Linked DNA regions of Sus scrofa: region 2 is linked to region 1. Evidence: chromatin contacts called from public HiChIP or PLAC-seq data. All regions are on one chromosome and are shown on one strand. Each heading gives the region's core, a stretch centred on a gene start, on an enhancer-like site or on the middle of the called end of the contact. The rest is flanking DNA. Distances are from core to core; before and after follow the strand shown.

Region 1 (6,010 bases), core at 1,540-4,039:
AGGGATCAAACTCACAACACAGCAGCAACCCGAGCTACTGCAATGACAATGCAGGACCCTTAACCTACTGCACAAGAGAACTCCAAAATAAATTATTTAAACTACTTTCACCCACTTCTTAGCTTTTACAACGTACCTACTAAATAACTTAAAGTTACACATGAGACTCACATCATTTTACTATTGGACAGCACTGCTCCTTCGTGTGAATAAGTATTGCCAGCAGATAAGAAGACCTGACTGAGAACACCTTCTCTTTTTTTTTTTTTTTTTTTTTTTTCTTTTTAGAGCCGTATCTGTCGCATATGGAGGTTCCCAAGCTAGGGGTCAAATAAGAGCTGTAGCCGTCGGCCTACACCACAGTCACGGCAACTCGAGATCCTAGCTGCGCCTGCCACCTACACCACAGCTCACGGCAATGCCCGATCCTTGACCACCAAGCAAGGCTGGGAATTGAACCTGCATCCTCATGGATACTAATTGGATTCGTTTACGCTGCATCAAGAAGGGAACTCCAGAACACCTCTTGAGTCACACTACCTGCTTTGAAAACTTTCCCACCCCTAAGACTGGACAAATTAACATCTCTATGCCTCAATGTCATCAAATTTAAGTTGGTGTTGACAGTATCTAATGACAGTACCTTTAACTCAAGGAGGACTGAGAGACAAAAGCTACATAAGCAATATCAAGTGGTATTATTCTTTATTAACAAAGTAGAAAAAAGCCTATAGATCAAAGTCAAATTGGTGCTCCCCATTTTGTTTTTTAAGAATTTAAGAATGTAGAGAGAGGACTTTGTTGTTTTTGACTTAATACTAGAGGAGATGAGACTGATGATTAACGTACAGGCTGAAGAAAATCAAGAGTTCTCAAACTGTTTTGTTTTTGTTTTTCCCTTCTTAGGGCCACACCCAGGGCATATGGAGGTTCCCGGGCTAGGGGTCCAATCAGAGCTTCAGCTTCGGGACTACACCACAACCACAGGAACGTGGGATCCCAGCTGCGTCTGCGACCTACACCACAGCTCATGGCAACGTGGGATCCTTAACACACTGAGCGAGGCCAGGGATCCAACCCGCAACCTCATGGTTCCTAGTTGGATTCGTTTCCACTTTGCCAAGACAGGAACTCTTCAAAGCGTTGTGGGGTTTGTTTTCTTTTTTAATAGCTCCCTTTCTCCTTTAAATACAAAAGAATATACACCTGTGGCATGTAAATACATAAATTTATGGCACAGCATTGTTTTTTTGTGGAGAAGTCACCATAACCAAAAAAAATCATGGTCGTTGGCTCAACACAGCTTTATTATAGGCCCGTTTATTTTATTATAGAAACTTTTTATTTAAAGTTCTTACAAAGAACTTCACCTAAACTTTGCTATGTCCTGTTTGCAAAGTGGAGGTAAAGATACTGGTTAAACCACATTTGGGAGTTAATATTACGCTTACTTTTCCCTAATAAAGAATCCAAAGCTGGAGAAAACCAGGTAGCTCTTCAATAAGACATTTCTCCCGGTGATTAAACGCTTATCTGGAAAAAACAAATGTCAGGCCTTTTCCATTCCTATAAATGTAGATAACTCTAACTATCTCGATTAAATTAACTACAACTTGTCCTTACTTCCTAGTTCATCAGGCAAAAAAAAGGCTGTTCCAAGTTTCATTACTTTTATAATACTTCTCATTTTCTTGAGAAGTTATAATACTTTATACCTAAGGACACATTTAAATGTTGAAAAGAAAAAAGTAAAATAACTAAACATAAGTCTAGAAAAGGATGAGCCTCACTACTAAAGAATGTAATACTACTCAAGACAACTTTGAAAGCCCAGTTTAACTCCCAGGGGAAGATGATTCGTCTTCTTTACTAAGACCTCAAACGTCTAACAGGCAGATCTTACTCTCACCTTCTCTGCAACTTCCTAATTCCCTCCCTATGGCCGCAGAAACAGTCTCACTGCCCTTCTCTGGGCCCACTCTTTTTTTTACACGAATTACCTAACAGTCTAACTTGTCTGGGAAGTGCCTAGAAAAGCTGGAGGTTAGGACCACGCTGTCTTGACAACCTCTCCCCTGGCCCCTCCTCCAGCGGCCGCCCGAGAGAAAGAGGGGCCCCAGCCCGACGCCACTCTACCGGCTCCTGGATGTAAACATCGCCGTTCTCTTCCCCACCCGCGCCCAACTTCCCTCTCCCGGCCGCGGTTTTGCAGGAGCTCAGTGAAAAGGGAGACCACATACCCTCGGAAGTGAGGCGAGAGAAGGGCTTAAGCAACTCCGCGAAGCTAAGGTGATTGAGACGAGTGAGCCGCTCGGCTTCGTCGCTGCATAGCGCGGCGACACAGGGTACGAAGGAGTCCGGGATGAGCTCCTGCACCGACTGTACACACTGGGCCATCACCACGGCAGAGGCGGCGGCGTCCGCCTTTCGGCCCACTCAGAGGCTGATCCAGCGGCTGCAGCAGCTACTGCCGCCGCCCGCCAGCCTGGCCCGGCCGGGCGGGGCCCGGCACTAAAGCCTTGAAACCAATAGAAGGAACAGATGCTTCCTCGGTTCCCGGGGCACCAGCCACTGACCCCTCCCCGTCACCGCCGCTCCTCAGCACTCGCCCCGGCGTCCTCGCATTCCACCCAGATAAGTGGAGACGCCGACAATCGCCAGTTAATCCTCCCGACGGCAAAGCCTTGGTCACTGTCCCACCGGTATCGCCATATTGAGGCCGAACCCTGACCCACCGGCGTACTTATCCCATCAGCCCCCGCGCTCGCCCCTCACGTGACAGTGTCAAAGGAGGCGATAGGGGCGGAGAAAGAGAGCGGGGAGAGGGAAGTAAAAGAGCGACCGAGGCCTGTAGGGAGGCCGGCGCCGGAAGTGGGACGGGTGGGTCCCTTACTAGGCAGGGCTAGGGCGGGGACTACGAGTGCAGTGGGCGGGGCTAGGCAGACAGGCACGCAGCGTTAGGTCTGGCTTGGCAAAGCCGCTCCATGTGCGACCGGGAGTCAGTAGGTAGACGCTTGTGATCCGTGATGATACAGTGGTGGAGGCGCTCGTAAGCCTTCCACGCCCAGGGGGCCTCCCCTGGAAACAGTGGGCAAGTGATGTGGCTGTTCGCGCTGCTTCCTGCCCATTGGCCCCGCCCTTCCCACGCTCATAGTGGAGCGACTAGGGGCACCTGCTCAGGGAAGAGGTCCCCATGTCCTCCCAGTTCTTGGGGGTTTCTCTGGATCCGGCCTGAAGAGGCCGACGTATCTTTTGAACACAGCCATGCTTTTTAGAAAGCATTTAGAAAAGGTTACCACGAATGGGGACTCAAGCAGTGAGCAGAAATGTGTGCTGTTGTGGGCGCTGCAGTTAACCCGAGTGTAAGAGAAACTCCTGCGCTACTGCAGTCTTGCTGGTCTCAGAGAACGTGTGTGCCTGGGGACATCCGACCTGATCCTCCGCAGCAGCTTCCTTTTTACACTCTACTGAAATACTACTTTGTAGTGATGAAAGTGGAAAGCCAGTAATTACGTGCCAAGCGAAAGCTTGACTGGCTTCTTGCTAGCTTTCATTTTTATAGATTTTTTTTCCCTCAAAATATGTATAAGTGATTGAAAGGAAGTTTACTATATCATTCAACTGATTGGATTCCTTCAGAACTATATGCTAAAAATATAAGGCAAGGAAAAATGGAACTCTGTCATGGTTTTATGGCTCTTGATTTAAAGGACGCTTCCCCAACAACTATATCACAGATTGTCGGATTTTTTGGCACCCTGAATATTCTACCATGGTAAGAATTTATGGCAGATAAGTATGCCTTTTTCCTATAAATCAAAAAATGGGATGTAGGAAAGGACAGTAGGATATACTGACATGACACCTTAGCCACAGATCAGTCTACAAAAGATAACATGTGCAAGTTGAAGATCTGGAAAATCAGTCCCTTAAAACTTATCTGTGCCTGAGGACCTCTTGGAAATTCTTTTCTTATCCCCCGGGGTATACATATTCCCTTTTGAATACTTCAGATATATCCCTTACCTTTTTTATTTTTTATTTTTATTTATTTATTTATTTATTTTTTAATTTTTTTGGCCTGGGCCCTGGGCCAGGGGTGGAACTCACACAACAGTAGCAACCCAAGCCACTGAAGTAACAACACCAGATCCTTAACCCAATGTGCCACAAGGGAACTCCATCCCTTACCCTTTCTAATGTGAGAATCTCCTGCAACAGAGTATAACTCAAGTTATAAGATATATTTTTTTGGTAACAGGGTTCCCCAATGCAAGCATACTACTTTGTTTATTATGCAACTCAAAACTTAAAAAGGCAATGTATTTTTTACAGTGAATGTAAAACTAGCTATATTAGACTCTTTGAGAAAGACTCTCCAAGGGTAATTTAGCCTGAATGGATTTTTGGAGATATAATTCACGTACCATAAAATTCGCTCCTTTAAAATGTACAGTTCAGTGGTTTTAAGTTTATTCAGAAAGTTGCACAACCATTACTACTAGTTCCAGAACATTTTCATCACCCCAAAAAGAAGACTGGTGCATACGAACAGTCACTCTTCATCCTAATACCCCTTCTAGGCCCTGACAATCACTAATCTACTTTCTATCTCTATGGATTTACCTATTCTGGACATTTCATATAAATAAGAATCATTCAATATGTGACCTTTGTGTCTGATTTCCTTCACTTAGCATCATGTTCATAGTTTATCCATATCATAGCATGAATCAGTACTTCATTCCTTTTTACAACTGAGCCTAAATGAATTTTTGTCCTATGCATTGACTTTACCATCTCACACCACATCTATACAGTGTTTCCAATGAATGACTTCCCTGTAAAAATCCATTTCTTTCCTAATCTATCCTAAATGATCTAAAGTGTTCATCTTCTGAAGTGTCCTCCCCTAGGAGTTCCCGTCGTGGCACAGTGGTTAACGAATCTGACTAGGAACTATGAGGTTGTGGGTTCAATCCCTGGCCTTGCTCAGTGGGTTAAGGATCTGGCATTGCCGTGAGCTGTGGTGTAGGTCGCAGACTCTGCTCAGATCCCGCGTTTCTGTGGCTGTGGCGTAGGCTGGCGGCTACAGCTCCGATTCGACCCCTAGCCTGGGAACCTCCATATGCCTCAGGAGCGTCCCTAAAAGACAAAAAGACAAATAAATAAATAAAGTGTCCTCCCCTAAAGATTAAACTGGAATCACTGCCACATTTGCTTTGCAGCCTACAGGAATGGGGAAAGAGAATGAAAAAGTATGTGACTAATGGTTTAAGATCAGATTGTAGAAATAGCATTCAACAATTTCAATCACATTCCACTGCCCCCCCCCAAGTCTCATGGTCACAGCTATCTCCTAAGGAGACTGGAAAATATAGGCTTGAGAGTTCTGTTGCTAAACAAAGAGGAGAATGAATACGAGATGACCGTCAAGAGTCTCCACCCTGCTTTTTTAGGAATGAGATACCCTGCAGGATAATTTTACCTAGGGTCTAAGATATCACATCTCTCATTTCTCTGACTCCTCTGGACATTGACCTTTTTTGCATCACATGTCCTTTCAACCATTTACTCTGTCCAGGAAAAATGAAGTGCTATGATTGGCCAGGCCTTGGCCTTGTGCCCACCCTCAAGGCCAAGAGGACAGGGCCTGTCACTAAAAGAGAGGAAGCTTGCTGGACAAAATAATAACAATAACACAAGCAAATAAGAACCTATTTTCCAAGTAGTAAAGATGAGCCCCAGCTTCCTTCTCTCCCCAGAATCAAAGAATCCTGTAAAATGTATGCTATGCCAATAGCCTTATACTTTGAAACACTGTGTTACCAAATGATCATGGTTTTTTTTATTTTGCATGTATGACATTGCCAGTCTCTTCTGCTGTCTGGTGTGGTCAAATTTAAAGAACACAGACACGGAAATCAGAGGTGCCTCGCATTCTTTATCTGTAAGTTTATGAACTTGGAACTAAGATTTCCGGTATTCATTTTAATTTAATGTGAAGATC
Region 2 (5,931 bases), core at 2,787-5,286, 86 kb after region 1:
TTTTTTTTTTTTTTTTTGTCTTTTTGCTATTTCTTGGGCTGCTCCTGTGGCATATGGAGGTTCCCAGGCTAGGGGTCAAATCGGAGCTGTAGCCACCGGCCTACGCCAGAGCCACAGCAATGACAGATCTGAGCCGAATCTGAGACCTACAACACAGCTCACGGCAATGCTTTTGGCCTTTTTTTATTTTAGGGCCACACATGTGGCATATGGAGGCTCCCAGGATGGGGGTCGAATCAGAGCTGTAGCTGCTGGCCTTTACCACGGCCACAGCAACACCAAATCCGAGCCACGTCTGCGACCTACACCACAGATCATGGCAATGCCGGATCCTTAACCCACTAACTGAGAGCAGGGATCGAATTTGTGTCCTCAGATTCATTTCTGCTTAGCCATGACAGGAACTTCAAAAATAAATAAGTAAATAAAAGTCTTATATTTTGTCCCTTCTGCCTTTTATCTTTCAAATTGTTCTGTGCTATTTATATTTAAATAATCATAAATGCAAAGTAATCTTTTCCTCACATTGAATTTGGATGCTCTTTAGAAAATATTTCTTTAAATGTTTTTCTCTTCAGGAGTTCCCGTCGTGTCTCAGTGGTTAACAAATCCGACTAGTATGTATGAGGACACGGTTCGAACCCTGGCCTCGATCAGCAGGTTAAGGATCCAGTGTTGCTGTGAGCTGTGGTGTAGGACGCAGATGAGGCTCGGATCTGGCATTGCTGTGGCTGTGGTGTAGGCCAGCAGCTGTAGCTCTGATTCAACCCCTAGCCTGGGAACCTCCATATGCCACAGGCGTGGACCTAAAAAGCAAAAAAAAAAAAAAAAAAAAAAAAAAAAAAAAAAAAAAAAAATTCAGGGAAGTTTCCTTGTGGCGCAGAGGGTTAAGGATCCACCTTGCTACCACAGCTGTGGCACAGGTCACCACTTCAGCACGGGTTTGATCCCTGGCCCAGGAACTCCCACATACCACACATGGAGCCCAAAAATAAATAAATGAAGTAAATAAATAATAAAATTTTAAAAATTTTTTCAGGCCTCTCATACACCAAACATTTCCCTTCCTAATTTTCCAACTATATTTTTGTTAAGAGTAAAGAAAATGTAAGTCACAGTAAGGGGATGAATTTCCCATTAACATTTTATCATGAAAAATTTCAAACATACGGCTAAATTGAAAGAATTGTACAGTGAACACCCATATATCCACTATCTGTATTTCACAGTTATTAACTCCGACGTGTTTGCTTTTATCACTCACTTTATCACATACCTACCCACCCATCAATCCATCTTATTTTTTGACACATTTCAGAGTAGATTACAATCAGTACATATCAGCATGCATAATATTAACCAGAGTTCATCATTTGCTTATGGGATTTTTAAAAGGTAAATTACACATAGAGTGAAATGCATACATCCTAGGTAAAACATTTGCTGAACTTTGACCAATGTTTAGTCCAAACCCTATCAAGATACAGAATAATCTTGGGAGTTCCCATCTGGCTCAGTGGTAATGAACCCGACTAGCATCTATGAGGATGCAGGTTAGATCCCTGGCCTCACTCAGTGGGTTAAGGTTCTGGTGTTGACATGAGCAGTGGTGTAGGTCTCAGACTCAGCTTGGATCCCTCATTGCTGTGCCTCAGGTGTAGCCCTAAAACAAAGAAAAGAAAAGATACAGAATAGTTTTGGGGGAGTTCCCTGGTGGTTTAATGGTTAGGACTCAGCACTTTCACCACTGCAGCCTGACTTCAATCCCTGGTCTGGGAACTGAGATCCCACATCAAGCCACTGCACACCACGGCCAAACAAAACAAAACCCACATACTAAGGTATAAAATAGTTTCATTTCCCTTAGATGGTCCCTTCTTGCCCCTTCCCATTCATCCCCGTTCATGTACCCCCACGGGCACTCATTTTTGTGTTATTTTTTTTTTCTGTCATAGATCAGTTTTGCCTATTTAAGAATTTCAGAAAAGTGGAATTACACAGGATGTACTGGCTTCTTTTAATTTTTATTTTTTGGACACACCCATAGCATACGGAAGTTCCCTGGGCCGGGAAATTCCCAGGCCAGGGATCTAACCTGAACCACAGCAGTGACTCAAACCACTGCAGTGACAAAGCTGGATCCTTAACCCACTGAGCCACCACAGAATTCCCGTCTTCTTTTTTTAAAAAATTAATTTTATTGAAGTATAGTTGATTTACAATATTATGTTGGTATCTGGTGGTCAGTAAAGTAATTCAGTTATATATGTATTCTTTTTCATATTCTTTTCCATTATGGTTTATTACAGGATATTGAATAGAGTTCCTTGTTCTAAACAGTAGGACCTTGTTGTTTATCTATTCTATACATAATAGTTTGCATCTGCTAATCCCAAACCCCCACTCCATCCCTCCTCTATCTCCCCCCTCGCCCTTGGCAACCACAAGTCTGTCCTCTAGTCTATGAGTCTGTGTCTTTTTCGTGGCTAAGTTCATGTGTCTGGCTTCTTTACTCAGTATGTCTTTGAGCTTCATCCATGTTATTGCTTGTATCAGTTATTTGTTCTTTTTTATCACTGTGTAGTATTCCATTGTAAGACTGTGCCCCAGTTTGTTTATGCATTTACTTGTGGATGGATACCTGGGTTATTTCCAGTTTGGGGCTAATATGAAAACATTCCTTCTGAATGTTCTTGTACAAATGGACTTTTTTTTTTTTGTTTAATCTCTCTTGAGTAAATACATGAGCTTGGTATTGCCCAGTCAAGGGCTCCCCTATTAGTTTTGTTTGATCAGACAGACACTACCAGTCCATTTGTCCCAAGTGGTTGTAGGTGATTAACTTTTTAAAAGAATCGTTTATTGTGTAGGTAATTTGTTCATATAGTTGAAACTTAAAAATCAACAGTGAAAATACCCTTTTTCTACCACATACACCATTCTTTCCAGTTCCTATTTCTCCAACAGGTAGGTAAATGTTCTTGTTTTCTTTACCCTGGATGTTTTTATCTGTCTACAAACCTGCAAGAAACTTATACTATATACACACTTGTATACTTTGCTTTCTAAAAGGTTTTAATTTTGAGTTGTCTGGTCTGTGTGCTCCATTATATAATATAAATTTACCTAAAGTTGAATAGCCCAGTGTGTATTCTGATTGGACAAATCACAAAACTTTTGATTGCTTGTATACTTTTCATGCCAAGGTAAAAGGGTAGGGGATGTTAGATGCTACAGCCCTCATGACTTAGATTTGATAACTATACCTTTAAGGAGAGCGTGTTTACCTCAGGTCTTCTGAACTAAGCAGTTCTACAGTTTGGTTTCTGCACCCTAGAAAGTGACACTTGAGCTGGAGTAGCATCCAGTACTTTTCCATGGTAATGCTTTTAAATATTGTGGGTTTTCAACATAGTGTCTGTGAGGATTTGGGTTCAACCCCTAGCCTCACTCAGTGGGTTAAGGATCCGGTGTTGCCACAAGTTTCGCTGTTAGGCTGCAGATGCGGCTCACATGCAGCTCAGATACCATATTTCTGTGGTTGTGGTGTAGGCCTGCAGCTGCAGCTCCAATTCGACCCCTAGCCCCGGAACTTCCATATACCACAGGTGCAGCCCTAAAAAGGAAAAGACAAAAATGACCAGCCAAGTCCAAACTCCATAGATGGGACCTTGCAAAAGTAAAATAACTTTATGTTCCTTGGTTTCCTCATCTATAAAGGAATAATGATCTTTCTTAGGCATTTGATAAGGTTAAATGAATTAAGATATGTGGAAGTGTTTTAAAATTTTGTAAATGAAAAAGAACCATGTATCAAGTAGGAAATTATATCAAAATATAAAGTTACCAAACAATATTAATACCAAAAACCCCTAGGAAGAGAAGAGTAGAAACCCAGCAGATCTGGGGTTCTAAAGAAAGAGCAGGACAGTCCCATCAAGTTGTCGCTGAATCGGTCCTTATGTCACTCTGTTTAGGAGTCATCTCCACTTAGTCTGGCTGACATCAGGCACTCTGCCTTCAGCAGGAGGTTGTGTGCAACTGGGATGAGGTCCCACTAGATTGTGTCTAACACATGATGTGTGGTTCCTGCAGAGCAAAATCAGGGTGCTATGGCAAGAAAAGGGGAAGTGGATGGTGGGCAGGCATAAACAGCAAGCAAATGCCTCAAGAACAGTGCAGACGTCAGCATGCTCTGTGTGCAGTGTAGGGATTTTGTAACAGAGGCAGAAGAGACTGCTTTTAAGAGTCAGCAATGGCTAATATACTTGGGAATTTCATTTGCATTGTTTCATGGAGGAGTTCCCGTTGTGGCTCAGTGGGTTACAAACCTGACTAGTATCCATGAGGATACAGGTTCAATCCCTGGCCTCATTCAGTGGGTTAAGGATCTGGTGTTGCCATGAGCTGTAGTGTAGGTCACAGACATGTCTCAGATCCCACATTGCTGTGGCTGTAGCTTAGGCTGGCAGCTACAGCTCAGATTCATCCCTAGCCTGGAAACTTCTGTATGCCACAGGTATGGTCCTAAAAAGCAAAGACATACATACATACATAAATTCATGGAACAATATATCTATGATAGACTGACTTTTCAGTATGTATAGTATACTTAAACTTGAAGCTCTCAGATCGTGCCAATGTGTATAACCTATCAAAAAATGCTCACTTTTACTTCTGTGCCACTTAGCCTTCAATGGCTCCTACAAATAGGTCAAGATTTTGAATTCTGTTGATTATGTTAAGACTTTATCATGATCATCTTTAAGTAAACCAGAGAATATATTTCTTGACTTGCAGGACATTCCTAATCGTGGTAATTTTGACTAGATAATTTTCAACATCTACAGATGAGGTTTTTTGGGGGTTTTTTTTGTCTTTTTTTTGCTATTTCTTGGGCCGCTCCCGCAGCACATGGAGGTTCCCAGGCTAGGGGTCCAATTGGAGCTGTAGCTGCCAGCCTACACCAGAGCCACAGCAACTCGGGATCCGAGCCTTGTCTGCAACCTACACCACAGCTCACGGCAACGCCGGATCGTCAACCCTCTGAGCAAGGGCAGAGATCGAACCCACAACCTCATGGTTCCTAGTCGGATTCGTCAACCACTGCGCCACGACGGGGACTCCCCAGATGAGTTTTAAATTATTTTATAATGACATTACTACCAAAAACCCCTAGGAAGGGAAGGGTAGGAACCCAGGCAGATCTGAGGTTCTAAATAAAGAGCAGAACAGTCCCATCAAGTTGTCACTGAATCAGTCCTATGTCACTCTGTTTAGGAGTCATCTCCCAGAGAGAGGGTTCACTTAGTCTGGCTGACATCAGGCACTCTGCCTTCAGCAGGAGGTTGTGGGCAACTGAGATGAGGTCTCACCAGATTGTATCTAAGACATGACATGTGGTTCCTGCAGAGCAAAATCAGGGTGCTATGGCAAGAAAAAGGGGAAGTGGCAGAACAGCTCTTAATATACAAAGTGTCATTTAATACAGTTTCTAAGAGTTCCCAGGTGGCTCAGTGGGTTAAGGATCTGGCATTGTCACTGCTGAGGCTTGGGTCACCGCTATGGCATGGGTCCAGTCCCTAGCCTGAAAACATCCACTTGCTGACAGCGCAGCCAAATAAAAAAATAAAATAGAGTTTCCACAAATGAGCACCTAGTGCTGTTAAGGAAAGTGATGTATTCTTGGTTGGTTTCCTGCAGATTCTGCCGTTCCTGCATTGCTACCAGTCTAAAGAACAATAAGTGGACCTGTCCTTATTGCCGGGCATATCTTCCTTCAGAAGGCGTTCCAGCAACTGATGTAGCCAAGAGAATGAAATCCGAGTTCCAGAATTGCACCGAGTGTGACACTCTGGTACGTGACCCTGCTTTTGTTCATGTTACTGGCTTAGACCTTTGAGAAAATGGTGATGGCAGCCACTCCTTTCA

What was found. HiChIP or PLAC-seq counts read pairs in DNA pulled down with a chosen protein or histone mark.
Region 2: a contact with region 1 is called in an H3K27ac HiChIP or PLAC-seq map of alveolar macrophages. The contact joins the enhancer-like site here to the promoter of TRAPPC8 in region 1. A contact is called at or near these places in 9 of 47 Hi-C or Micro-C datasets (alveolar macrophages, blood, embryonic fibroblasts and 4 more) and 1 of 2 datasets of contacts at active chromatin or transcription factors (alveolar macrophages).

What each region holds. Positions count from the first base shown.
Region 1 is chr6:115,783,879-115,789,888 of Sscrofa11.1, forward strand. TRAPPC8 (trafficking protein particle complex subunit 8) reads right to left here and starts at 2,790. Exons shown (of 29, transcript XM_021096212.1): 1 at 2,241-2,790. The coding sequence starts at 2,397.
Region 2 is chr6:115,868,530-115,874,460 of Sscrofa11.1, forward strand. It overlaps RNF125 (E3 ubiquitin-protein ligase RNF125), which reads left to right. Exons shown (of 6, transcript XM_013999274.2): 2 at 5,704-5,857. Among named protein-coding and RNA genes, the nearest start is that of RNF125, 14 kb to the left of the region's middle. Within about 2 kb of position 4,037, at least 25 of the 83 cell types and tissues checked have an H3K27ac peak or open chromatin away from gene starts, as enhancers often do. A contact at or near this core is called in alveolar macrophages, liver and retroperitoneal adipose tissue, where this site is marked.